Regions from separate parts of the Zea mays genome. Here region 1 is linked to region 2. Evidence: chromatin contacts called from public Hi-C data. All regions are on one chromosome and are shown on one strand. The core of a region is the stretch at or near the end of the contact, and the rest is flanking DNA. Distances in the headings are between cores, read along the strand shown.

What was found. Hi-C and Micro-C count contacts between places; a contact is called where the count stands out from the background.
Region 1: a contact with region 2 is called in a Hi-C map of tassel, with 4 times the contacts expected there. The contact joins the promoter of LOC103647263 here to the promoter of LOC103647262 in region 2. A contact is called at or near these places in 3 of 25 Hi-C or Micro-C datasets (ear, leaf and tassel).

The regions. Positions count from the first base shown.
Region 1 is chr2:169,729,526-169,736,127 of Zm-B73-REFERENCE-NAM-5.0, reverse strand. LOC103647263 (Single-stranded nucleic acid binding R3H protein) reads left to right here and starts at 3,669. Exons shown (of 5, transcript XM_008671815.4): 1 at 3,669-4,187; 2 at 4,735-5,443; 3 at 6,151-6,511. The coding sequence starts at 3,917.
Region 2 is chr2:169,575,321-169,582,129 of Zm-B73-REFERENCE-NAM-5.0, reverse strand. LOC103647262 (ubiquitin-60S ribosomal protein L40-1) reads left to right here and starts at 4,016. Exons shown (of 4, transcript XM_008671814.4): 1 at 4,016-4,319; 2 at 4,411-4,600. The coding sequence starts at 4,217. LOC111591051 (small nucleolar RNA Z266) reads left to right here and starts at 5,227; the gene lies at 5,227-5,315. It overlaps LOC111591050 (small nucleolar RNA Z266), which reads left to right and starts at 5,013; the gene lies at 5,013-5,101. It overlaps LOC111591047 (small nucleolar RNA Z266), which reads left to right and starts at 5,869; the gene lies at 5,869-5,957. It also overlaps LOC111591048 and LOC111591049.

The sequences.
Region 1 (6,602 bases), core at 2,420-4,919, 150 kb before region 2:
ATCGCCTGTTCATCCTGTTATGCCAGGATGCTTCCCACCACCTACTCATCATCGATGTATTGTCCTGTTCAAATATGGAATGGTACGATGTTGAACCCATGGTACATGCGTACTCCCTTTGTCTATTCAGGCTGGGGGGCATCTCCATTCTAATCCTTTTTGATCCATTGATGAAATGATCACGGTCGAGAAAGATGCAGTCTTAAACGATATTTACGCATTGGGGCTCTATTGAATGATCGCCATATTGGATCGAAAAAGCCGGTGGCTTGCATTAGGCTTAGTTCATATGCTTTTGGTTCGTCAACCTCCACCAAAAGGCAGGGGGCATATGTTGAGCACCAGAAACGACCGCGCGGACGGTCCGCGTGTGCGCAGAGTCAGTTAGGGTTTCGAGTTTCTCACGGGATTTGTTACCTAAAACCACAGGATTAGCTCGGGAAACAACTTGTAGCGGATCCAGACCCCCCTTTATATAGATGAAGGGCTACGACTGATTGAACCCCCACAATCGATCAAATCAATTCTATTTCTCGTTTTACTTATGCATTAGGAGTAGTTCTAGTTTAGCTCTAGATTAGTTTTCCGTACCCCAAATTCTTCGTTTCTCTTCGGCTCTACGTCGATTAGAGGTGTCTAGGGTGGTCTGCCGACCCTAGACGAAGCCTAGGATCTCTCCTCCCCGACGGGGTCCCTCTCGGGAGCGAGATTCAGGCGTCGCCGGCGAACTCCGGTGCCCCTACGCACGCGCGGGCCGTCCGGCCTCTAGGCACGGACCGTCCGGCAGGGAACCCGAGCCCTGCACCAGGTCGCGGACTATCCGACCCCTGGCTGCGGACCGTCCGCACCTGTGCAGAGAGCACTGCAACATGTTCTCAACACAGTGGCACCAATACTCTCGTCCGCCACAACTGCTCACGATACATGTTTTCCATCATATGTCCACCAATCAAACCTAATTAATCTAAACCCTAAAGAACCACAGGAAGCAATATATATATATATATATATATATATATATATATATATATATATATATATATATATATATATATATATAGGGCAGGTATAACGGGAGCCCTGGGCTTCCAATAGTTAAAAGAAGCCCAGGCCGACCACCCTGCAACATGGTTGAACACAACGCGCCGACTCAACCAGGCTGTTGGGTGCGCCACCCGCCCCATACGCGCAAAAAAAGAATGAATGCATGAGTCAAACACGTTCCTTGCATGCGCGTAAATTTAGGAAAGATATGTGTGGCGATTTCTATTTTTAAATGCTTTATTTACTCCATAATTTTAAGTTCGCTGTAACAGCCATGCAGCTAGACTCGTAAGGACTATTTTATGACATATACTGATACTAAATATGCTACATTGTGTAGATAATTATGCAATTAGGTATACTGCATAAAAATCTATTACCAATTGCATGCGCACGAATTTATGATGGAAAGAATGTGCAATGAAAGGAAATGAATTGCACGCATAAAAATAAAAAAATATATTTAATGTTTTATTTCCTTCATAAATATAGGATACCTTCAACAGCCATGCAGCTAAACACATTATAACTAGTTTATCATATATACTGATACAAATTATACTACACGGTGTAGGTATTTATGCAATTCGATACACTGCGTAAAAAATCTGGCATGTTGTTCACTGGTGGACGTATCTCCGGGTTGGAGCGTAAAAAGTTTAAGTTTTAAGCATAAAATTCCTCAATTATAAGCGTAAATACCGAGCCAATGTGAGAGGTTGATAGCTCTAGTAGGTTGTTATTATGATCCTATTTTTATGGCAGATCCGAAAAACATGGCAGCCGCATGCATGCGGTTTATATTTTTATACAGATCCAAAAATTATGGCAAAATGCATGCATGAGCCAAGCATGTTTCCTTGCATGCGCATAAATTTAGGAAAGATATGTGTGTCGGTTTCTATTTTAAATTCTTTATTTCCTCCAAAAATTTAGGATCGCTGCAACAGCCATGCAGCTAGACTCGCAATGACCATTTTATGATATATACTTATACTAAATATGCTACACTGTGTAGATAATTATGCAATTCGGTATACTGCGTAAAAATCTGTTACCAGCTGCATGCACATGAATTTATGATGAAAAGAATATGCAATGAAAGGAAATGAATTGCATTCATAGAAACAAAAAATCGCATTTAATGTTTTATTTCCTTCATAAATATAGGATCTCTCTAACATCTATGCAGCTAAACGCATTAGAACTAGTTTATGATATATACTGAAACAAATTATATTACACTGTAGGTATTTATGTAATTCCTTACACTGCGTAAAAAATCTGGCATGTTATTCACTGGTGGACAAATCTCTGGGTGGAGCGTAAAAACCTTAAGTTTTGAGTATAAAATCCCTCAATTATAAGCGTAAATACCGAGTCAATTTGAGAGGTTGATAGCTCTAGTAGGTTGTTATTACGATCCTATTTTTATATCAGATCCGAAAAACATGGCAGCCGCATGCATGCGGTTTCTATTTTTATACAAATCCAAAAATTATGGCAAAAATCGTGGGAGTTTCCATTGCATGCGCGCAAATTACGAACAACATAAATTAAGGAATTGTCTTTCCAATGTGCATGCAGTAAACTGATATACGAACTCCGTGTTCAAGCATAAAATCGTACAATTTTTAGCATAAATAATACATGTGATAGGCATAAAACACAATAATCGAAAAGAAACTGCGCCGGATCGGAAGATGTCACGCACGATCATCGCTGCGCGCATCTCATGCCTTCCGTGACGCCGCTCGCTCGAACATCGCGTCTCATGAGTCGTCGTCGCTACTCGCACGTTGACGGGCGTCGCTTGCTCGCCGGCTTTGGAAGTGCCGCCTCCTCGAGGCCTCGGGGACGCCGCCGTTTGCCCGCACAAGGGCACCGCTGTCGCTCGCCCTCTGGATCGGGGAGCCGCCGCCACCGACCTGGGAACCGCCGCCACTACTCCAGATCGAGGAACCTCCGCCACCGCGCGTCGAGGTCATGGAGTTGCGGCCACCGGCTGGGGGTCCACCGCCGCGCACGCTCTAGGGCAACCGTCGTCGTCGCACGCGGCGTCGCTAATGAATCAGGGTGGAGCGTAAAAAACTGAACCCTACCACTCCCGATCCTGTTTTATAGACGTCTGGATGTGGTCCGGCTCGACCGGATTGCACCGTCCGACCTGGACTTCCTCTAGTTATTGGAAGCCCAGAGCTCTTAATATATATATATATATATAATAAATAAATCAGTGAGACACCATACATTGCTCTTCAAGTTGTATAGACCGAAACGAAGCTTTCAGACTCGAAAACGAAGATTGGAGTCCGTTGGGAGATATGGAAAACGAAGGAAATGAGGAAGAAGAAGAATGGTCGGGAGTAGCTCTCGCCCAGGGAAGTAGGGGATTTATTAAGGCTGCCTAGCTCGGCTCTAAGATCTGTGACGTCGAGCTAGATCATGTCAGCCGCTAGCGTGTCCCTTTGTTCGATGCATGGCTTATGATGCCGATATGTGTTATCTCCACGATATGGTCTATGATATCGAGCAAATAGTCAAAAACACTATTAAGTCGTTCAGGGGGCAAACATGATTTTTCCCCGAAAAAAGAGCTAAAAAATCGGCCTCATCAGCGCACATGGTAATACCGCAAGGGCAACATCGTAACTTCACTGCACACCCTATCCTCCCTCGCCTTCGCCTAGATTCCTATCTCCACCGCGTTCGGGTTCCTCCCAACACCTGCACCGCAGAACCAAACCCTAGCTGCGCTTCCTCCTCCAGATCCCGGCGCCCCGGCCCCATGGCCGCCCTCGTTTCTAGCTCCAGCTTCTCCGCCCGCCGTCCCTCCGCTCTCTAGCTCCGGATCGCACGCGCACGTAAAGACATGGAGCCCGCAGCCGAGGACGCCGCAGCCGCTGCGCCGGACTCGTGGGAGACGGCCGACATAGACGGGCCCATGAGTCGGCTCATCCTCTCCGCGCGACGCGTGTCCTCTTCGCCGGACTTCGCTGACGACCAGGACCCGCCCCAGCCGCCGCCCACACTGCAGCCGCAGGGCGCGCCTTCGGCTCCCTCAGATGCGCGCGAGGATGTGGTAGCCCAGGTCGATCAGTTCCTACGAGAGGCCCTCGAGAAGCCAAGGGAGAGGCTTTCTGGTAAAATTAACGCCTCCTCCGCAGTTAGTTTACCATTCCATTTGTTTGTTATGCGTTAACTTGATTGGGCGACAAAAATGTTAGCTTAGAATTCGTGCAGAGTGTTCCTTGCTTGTTTTGAGATGTGCGCAGGCGGCTAGCTGCTTTATTCATAGGGTACATGTATTCTTGGTCTTAATTATATACTGTGTGCTATCTTTATGTACTTCATCCCTTATGGCTTGCCACTATAGTGAGGTATCTGGAAAATGTGACTGGTGTTTTCCATACAGTTTATGTCCTTTTCACCTGTGCAAACATGCTGGTCCCATGGGATAAGAGATTTTGTACAGCCATCAGATAGTAAAATCCCGTTCCGAAAATTATGAATTGCAAGTGTTTGTTCCAAGCAGCTTGTGCATCTGATGGTCGCGTGGTTCTACTATTTAACCCAATTATCACCAACTGGAACTTTACATTTTGACTGTTCCATTGCCTAATGCTTTAATATTAATCGACAAAATACGCCTAGTCCTTGTATTTGACCCCAGTCTATTCCTTTCTGCAGTGCTAAGAATGGAGCAAGAAATTTTGAAGTTCATTCATGACCCTAGTCGTACAGAGTATGAATTCAATGGCCTTCCAACTTCGTATCTGCGTCTTGCTGCACATCGCCTGGCGCAGCATTACTTCCTGCAGTCCATTGCCATACCAGACAACAGTTTGCCTGATGGAACTGGTTCACGTATCATCCTCCGTAAGACAACATTCGACTGCCGACTGCCTGCTGTCCGCCTTGCAGATATTCCAGTTAACCTGCCACAAGAAGACATCTCTGTGGCGAAAGTAGCTATTAAACAGAGGCCTCAAAAGAATTTACATGGCATGAACAGCTCAAGTGCTCACTCTTCTAGAGACAACCTCCAAAAAAGCGTCGAAGAAAGAAAAGAGGAATACAACAAGGCACGAGCGCGGATATTTAACAACAGCAATAGCAGTACTGCTACTGATGAGAGATCAGCTGAGGAAGTGACTTTACCCAGTACTCTTCACAGGTCCACTTCCTTGGAGTTGAACTCAAGCAATAGAATAGGTCAAGGGGCTGAAATTACTCTTGAGAGGAGCTTGACTACCACTTCAGCTAGCAGCAGGTCAAATAGAAGCAAGATTGATAAGGAGCCTGCAGTCAATAGAAACAAGCAGAACAATAGGGTTGCAATTTTCAGAGATCGTGAGTCAGAGCGCAAGGATCCTGATTATGACAGAAGCTATGACAGGTCAGTTTCTTTTGTCGTAACACATCTCTTTGATGCTAAACTCTTAGCACACCGTAGACAGGAAATCTTTTATGGCTATTTTTACCATGCTTCTGCTCCGTAGTTTCTTATGCATTGTATGAAGTTCTTCATTTGACTATCGTCCAAAACTTTCAAGTCAACTGAAAAATATCAGTTTGATTGCTAATGATGGGATCCTAGTGAAGCATGGCAATAAGAGGATTCTTTCTTTTTATAGTAAACACTAAATCTTGTGATGTACTCCCTCCGTTCCTAAGTCTCCAGCGTATTAGTCATCTGCACAGTGACCAAGGAGCGGCAAAGGAGCGCCGATATGCTTTTACTCGCAGTCTTTTTAACCATGCACTTTCGAATAAATCTGCATGCATGCATGCATGCTCGAGAAACTAAAAATACGGAAGGACCAGCAAAGGAGTGTATTAGCCATCTGCTGATATGCATGCATGCTCGAGAAACTAAAAAGACGGAAGTACCACCTAATACGATGGAGATTTTTGAATAAATCCAATTTGCTTATACGATGGAGACTTAGGAACGGAGGGAGTACTTATTTTCTATGCAGTTGGTTAAGCTAGTTCAGAACTTCAGGTTAAATCATTAAATGATGTTTTTTTGTGTTCTTGTTCAATGTGGTAGACATACTTGATCAGTAGAAATTATTTACTGGCCATGAGTGACTTGTACAGGTATATGCAAAGATTTGATCCTGGATTTGGATTTAGTGGAGGCCCATACACAATTCAACCCCTCTATGCCCCTGCTGTTAACTACAACACCGAATTCCCCCAGCTTGGGTCAGCACACCGATCACCTGTTGCTGTCGAACAGCAACCTCGTCCAATAGCTCAGCACATGCCTGCATCATGGTCAGTGGCTCAAGCATCTAATGCAATTGGCTATGGGCCAGATGGTGTCATGGGACCTTACAGCCCTGGTGCACCTGTGAGATCGTCTGTTTTCATGCATGCTTCACAGCAATATGCTATACCTTCTCGCCCTGGAGTCCCATTTGCACATCCACAGGAATCAATGGGACCATTTGCACAGGTCTGTATGCGCATTTTTTCATCCTTTGTTGATCATATTAAGTTGACATCTGATCGAGTATTATTATAGAAGCTTATGAATACACAGTATA
Region 2 (6,809 bases), core at 2,767-5,266:
TTAGTTTATACTCCTAAGTTTGGACTTTGGTACCCTCGGGGATCCATATTTGATTTAATTGGTTATTCGGATGCCGATTGGGCGGGGTGTAAGATTAATAGAAAGAGCACATCAGGGACTTGCCAGTTCTTGGGAAGATCCTTGGTGTCTTGGGCTTCAAAGAAGCAAAATTCCGTGGCTCTTTCTACCGCCGAAGCTGAGTATATTGCCGCAGGTCATTGTTGCGCGCAATTGCTTTGGATGAGGCAAACCCTTAGGGACTATGGTTACAAATTAACCAAAATTCCTCTTCTATGTGATAATGAGAGTGCCATCCGTATAGCGGATAATCCCGTTGAACATAGCCGCACTAAACACATAGCCATTCTGTATCATTTCTTAAGGGATCACCAACAAAAAGGGGATATCGAGATTGCTTACATTAACACTAAAGAACAATTAGCCGATATCTTTACCAAGCCACTAGATGAACAAACTTTTAACAAACTTAGGCATGAGCTAAATATTCTTGATTCTAGGAATTTCTTTTGATGTTTTGCACACATAGCTCATAAATATACCTTTGATCATGTCTCTTTTATATGCTATGACTAATGTGTTTTCAAGTATATTTCAAACCAAGTCATAGGTATATTGATAGGGAATTGGAGTCTTCGGCGAAGACAAAGGCTTCCACTCCACTCCATAACTTATCCTTCGCCGTCGCTCCGAGCAACTCTCCAACTTTGGTATAATCTTCACTCATATTATGTTCGCCAAAAGTAGGAGAAAGTAGTAAAATATGCTTATATTTCACTCGAGTATCCGTTTTTGGCGATTCATGCCAAAGGGGGAGAAAGTATTAGCCCAAAGCAAAAGGACCGCACCACCACCAATTTTCAAAATTTAATGCTAAGAAAAGGTTTTGCAATAATGAATTTTTCAATTGATATCTTATTCAAAAGGGGGAGAAAGTAGCATTTTCAAAATTGGTATCTTAAAACCCTCTTGAACACTAAGAGGAGGATTTATTGAGGGGGAGTTTTTGTTTAAGTCAAAGAAAAAGCATTTGAAACAGGGGGAGAAAATTTCAAATCTTGACAATGCTTCTCAAAATCTTATTCATTTACCTTTGACTATTTGCAAAAGGACTTTGAAAACAATTTACAAAAGGATTTGCAAAAACAAAACATGTGGTGCAAGCGTGGTCCAAAATGATGAAAATATAAAGAAACAATCCTTGCATATCTTATGAGAATTTATATTGGCTCAATTCTAAGTAACCTTTACACTTACAATTATGCAAACTAGTTCAATTATGCACTGTTATATTTGCTTTGGTTCGTGTTGGCATCAATCACCAAAAAGGGGGAGATTGAAAGGGAATTAGGCTTACATCTTTTTCCTAATTGATTTTGGTGGTTGAATTGCCCAACACAAATAAATGGAACTAACTAGTTTGCTCTAGTCTATAAGTTCTACAGGTGCCAAAGGTTCACAATAAGCCAATAAAAAGACCAAGAAAGGGGTCAAGCAAAGAGAGCAAAAGACACCCCAAAAGGCACCCTGGTCTGGCGCGCCGGACAGTGTCCGGTGCACCAGGGCACTCGACGCTGAACTCGCTACCTTCGGGAAAATCAGAGGGCGCTCCGCTACAATTCACCGGACTGTCCGGTGTGCCAGCGGAGCAACGGCTACTTCGTGCGCAACGGTCGACTGCAACGCATTTAATGCGCGCCTCCGCGCGCAGAGGATAGAGCACGCACAGTTGGCGCACCGGACAGCCCAGAGACCCCACAAGTCAGAGCTCCAACGGTCGAACCCCAACGGTCTGCTGACGTGGCTGGCGCACGGATAGTGTCCGGTGGCGCACCGGACTGTCCGGTGCGCCATGCGACAGCAGCCTTCCAACGACCATTTTTGGTGGTTGGGGCTATAAATACCCCAACCACCCCACATTCAATGGAATCCTAATTTTCCACCTTCAACATATTACAAGAGTTATAGCATTCAATTCTAGACACTCCAAAGAGATCAAATCCTCTCCCAAGTCCAAAGACAACTCCAATCAATAGTGACTAGTAAGAGAGTGATATTTGTGTTCTTTTGAGCTCTTGCGCTTGGATCGCTTCTTTTCTTTCTCATTCTTCTTGTGATCATACTCAATTGTAACCAAGGCAAGAGACACCAATTATGTGGTGGTCCTTGCGGGAACTTTGTGTTCCGTTTGATTGAGAAGAGAAGCTCACTCGGTCTAGGTGACCGTTTGAGAGAGGGAAAGGGTTGAAAGAGACTCGGTCTTTGTGACCACCTCAACGGGGAGTAGGTTTGCAAGAACCGAACCTCGGTAAAACAAATCATCGTGTCTCGCTCTTTATTTGCTCACGATTTGTTTTGCGCCCTCTCTCTCAGACTCGTTTTTATCTCTAACGCTAACCCGGCTTGTAGTTGTGCTTAAGTTTATAAATTTCAGATTCGCCCTATTCACCCCCCTCTAGGCGACTTTCAGAGGGGACTCGACAACCAACTCAGTCCAATAGGGCTCATACTCTTCATCATGGAAGAGATCAGAATACCGAGTTAGATCGACATCATCTACACCAGGCCAAGGACGTCCACAAGAGTCTAGTTCACAACGATGGCTATGAGGCAGAACACGATAACTCTTTCTATGAAGTCCCCGCCCGAGGCTACCAGGTCAGGCTTCGAGTAATCTCTTGGCTTCAATAATCAAATCTTTCACATGTCCACCGAGCTGGGTGTTGTGAGAACCAAACTCACGACCTCTTGTAACCAAACTTAGGACCTCTTGTACCCCACCCAAAGCGTGGATGTTATCACTAGACTAAGAGCATCTCCAACAAGGTGACTCAAAATAGTGCTAAAAAATTAAAATATTACACGGTTTAAAGTGTTTAGGACACTAAAAACAAATTGTGCTCTAATAGTTAAGCCCTAAATCATGGGTTTTATGTAGTAAACTACATTATTATGAAAGAAGATATTGATAATGATGTAGAAAACAAGGGTAGAGCAATGATTTCGGGTGTAGTATATTTGGACCACTTTATGGAGTGTCTATATTTTTGATAAAAATAAGTAAAATATGACACTGTTGGAGTTGTTTTATACGAGTTGATCCCTATATTTAATATAGGACACTAGGTACAGTTGGAGATGCTCTAACACCTAACTAACATTTTGTAAATGTAGACTATAATTCAATTTAAAATTTAGTAGCCAACATGGGGTACTTATGGCTTGTACAACCCCATTAACTGAGGGGTTTCTTAAGGTGTCTTTAGGGAGTTAACTACAAAAAAGTCAAGAGATAGGCTTTTCACGAAGAGCCCGTCTTTTCACAACTTTCTATACATATTGTCTCTTAACTGCATTAATGTTCTAGTGGCTTAGGGTTGTATGATGCATTTTCTTAGCCGTCTCTTCTACTTGAAAAAGCGAGCAAGAGGCTCTAGGTTGTACATGCCCTTAGACCACACAACATTCAAAATTAGGGCGTGTTTGGAAACAAGGTATTTCAAAATCATGGTTTTGAAATATTACGGTTTTAAGATGTCATAACACAACCATAATATTTTTTACATCAGTCTTAGCTATAAGTGTTTGGAAACAAAGTATTTCAAACCATAATATTTAGTATACATGTGCAATGCTAGTCATAGAAAAAAACTTTAGGTTGGTGTGAAGTTTCAAATACTCTAAAAAATACCGTGAAAATGCTCGGCCCAATGAAAATCCTAGAGTCTTAAAAAACATTAATTGCCTATATAGAAAAACAGGCCTAGTGACTTGTAATGGGATGTTGTCAGAATTGAACTTACGGCCTTTGAACCAAAAGCAAGAATCCTACCACTAGACGAAACAACCCATAAGAATAATTAATAAGATGCAAACCTGATTTAATAGAATGATTTCAGTTTGACAACATTTCCATTTGCGCGAAATTTGCTAACAAGGGTGAAGGGGCGCCAAATAATCTGGAGTAGAATATAAAAGGTCCGGCCCATTGAGAATCCTGGGAGCCTTCATGGCTTCATGCGGGGGTCAAGCAGAAAAAGCCCAGCCCAATTAAAACCCTAGACTTCCTGGCGTGCTATAAAAGCAGGTGGCCGCCGCCTTTGCCTTGCTCACCCTGCCCTTCTGTGTACGAAGCCGACGAGCAGCCGACGCTAAAGCTTGGTCCGGTGAGCTTCAGAGAAGGGGCGGGTACGTCAAGATGCAGATCTTCGTGAAGACCCTGACGGGAAAGACCATCACCCTCGAGGTCGAGAGCAGCGATACAATCGACAATGTCAAGGCCAAGATCCAGGACAAGGAAGGTAGAGTATTGTACGCATCCATTTCTGAGTTCATTTTTACCCCGTTTCCCCTGTCAGGCTATGGCTGATTCCTGTACCTTGACGCGTGCAGGTATCCCGCCGGACCAGCAGCGACTAATCTTCGCGGGGAAGCAGCTCGAAGACGGCCGCACCTTGGCCGACTACAACATCCAGAAGGAGTCCACCCTTCACCTTGTTCTTCGCCTTCGCGGTGGCATCATTGAACCTTCCCTCCAGGCGCTCGCCCGCAAGTACAACCAGGACAAGATGATCTGCCGCAAGTGAGCTCTTTTCTCCACCGCGAACCAGTAAAAATTGTTTGTGGTGAATATATTCATTTTTTCGACTTGTGATTACGCTAGGATACCTACATGGAACATTTTTGTATCCATGCGTTCCGTTGTAATTGTGGTAGGATGTGCAGTCGTCGTGCTGCCACTACAGTGGAGCTGTGGGTTATTGACTCGCCGACCTATATGTGTGGCATTGGGTTCACCCATGGCTCCAGAGATTGACACCCACCCATACTTTGTCATCTGCCTAGTCCACTCCAGCAGTTGATTTTCACGGGTGGGACATTTCCCATTCCTTTGCGTTCACTTGTGACTACCCATTATCTTTGTTTCATAGCAATCAGTTTGTGTCCACTTGTGACAATCCACTATCTTTGTTTCAATTGCATTCAGTGCATTGGGTTGGCAGGAGTGATGAACCAATTAGATGTGCGAAGCTATCTTATGAGCGTAACTTTTGAGGCATACATTCTGTCTGACCTGCCAGTCCACAACAGTGTTCGTCTGCATTCTGCTAACCTTTTATAAGTAACCCATTATTGAATATTGGTGCACTGCTGCTGCTGTGTTTTCATGAAGAAGTGGTCTTTGTTTCAATTGCATTCAGTGCATCTGGTTAGCAGGAGTGATGAACCAATTAGATGTGCGAAGCTATCTTATGGGCTTAACTTTTGAGGCATACATTCTGTCTGACCTGCCAGTCCACAACATTGTTCGTCTGCATTCTGCTAACCTTTTATAAGTAACCCATTGTTGAATATTGGTGCACTGCTGATGCTGTGTTTTCATAAAGAAGCGGTCTTTGTTTCAATTGCATTCAGTGCATCTGGTTGGCAGGAGTGATGAACCAATTAGATGTGCGAAGCTATCTTGTGAGCTTAACTTTTGAGGCATACATTCTGTCTGACCTGCCAGTCCACATCAGTGTTCGTCTGCATTCTGCTAACCTTTTATAAGTAACCCATTGTTGAATATTGGTGCACTGCTGCTGCTGTGTTTTCATGAAGAAGTGGTCTTTGTTTCAATTGCATTCAGTGCATCTGGTTGGCAGGAGTGATGAACCAATTAGATGTGCGAAGCTATCTTATGAGCTTAACTTTTGAGGCATACATTCTGTCTGACCTGCCAGTCCACAACAGTGTTCGTCTGCATTCGGCTAACCTTTTATAAGTAACCCATTGTTGAATATTGGTGCACTGCTGATGCTGTGTTTTCATAAAGAAGTGGTCTTTGTTTCAATTGCATTCAGTGCATCTGGTTGGCAGGAGTGATGAACCAATTAGATGTGCGAAGCTATCTTATGAGCTTAACTTTTGAGGCATACATTCTGTCTGACCTGCCAGTCCACAACAGTGTTCGTCTGCATTCTGCTAACCTTTTATAAGTAACCCATTGATGAATATTGGTGCACTGCTGATGCTGTGTTTTCGTAAAGAAGTGGCAAGGAATGATGAATCAAATAGTTGTGTGAAGTCTTTTCTTCCTCCTATAAAAAAGAAAATAATTGCCAGAGCAAGCGGCCAGCTGGGTGTGGTCAGCATGGCTAGCTTGGGACTGGGAGGGTCATGGAGGGCATGGCCCCTGCTCGCGCGGCCATGGAGTGGGAGCTGGAGTGGCAGGTTGGAGAGGGGAGGGTATCGTCACTTCCAGGGTCAGTGTCAGGGAGGGAGAGGGCTGTCAGGAGCGGGAGCAGATGCAGGCTTTGTTGGAGCAGCAAGTGGCGAGCGACGGGAAGATGAACTTGCGAGAAGGAAAAAAGAACTGTTTTATGTGTAATAACAAGTGGGTGGTGTTCAACCAAAGGAGTACGACGTTGAACCCTGCTTTTGGCTTTCTGCATTTGAAATGGTGAAAATAGAGCTTTTCACTTTTAGGTAGAGACAGGAAGTAGATTTTAGTGTTTGAACCAAATAGTTTATAACTTTTTCACAGCCCGCAGCCCACATCATTTTTTTCATAGCCATAGCTCACAATAGCTTCTTTAGAAGCCTCAACCAAACACACTGAATCAAGTAAATGTGGGAAGTAAGCATTACTTATGAGCCATATATTTGTCTGACCTGCCAATCATCCTGCCTTTATACCACTTCAAGTTTCCTGGTTCTTGTTTTTTCTCATTGCTGTGTGTTTGATTTTTTTCCATGGATAGTTTCTTAAATACTATTAAATTTGCATCTGGAAAATCTTATAATCATTA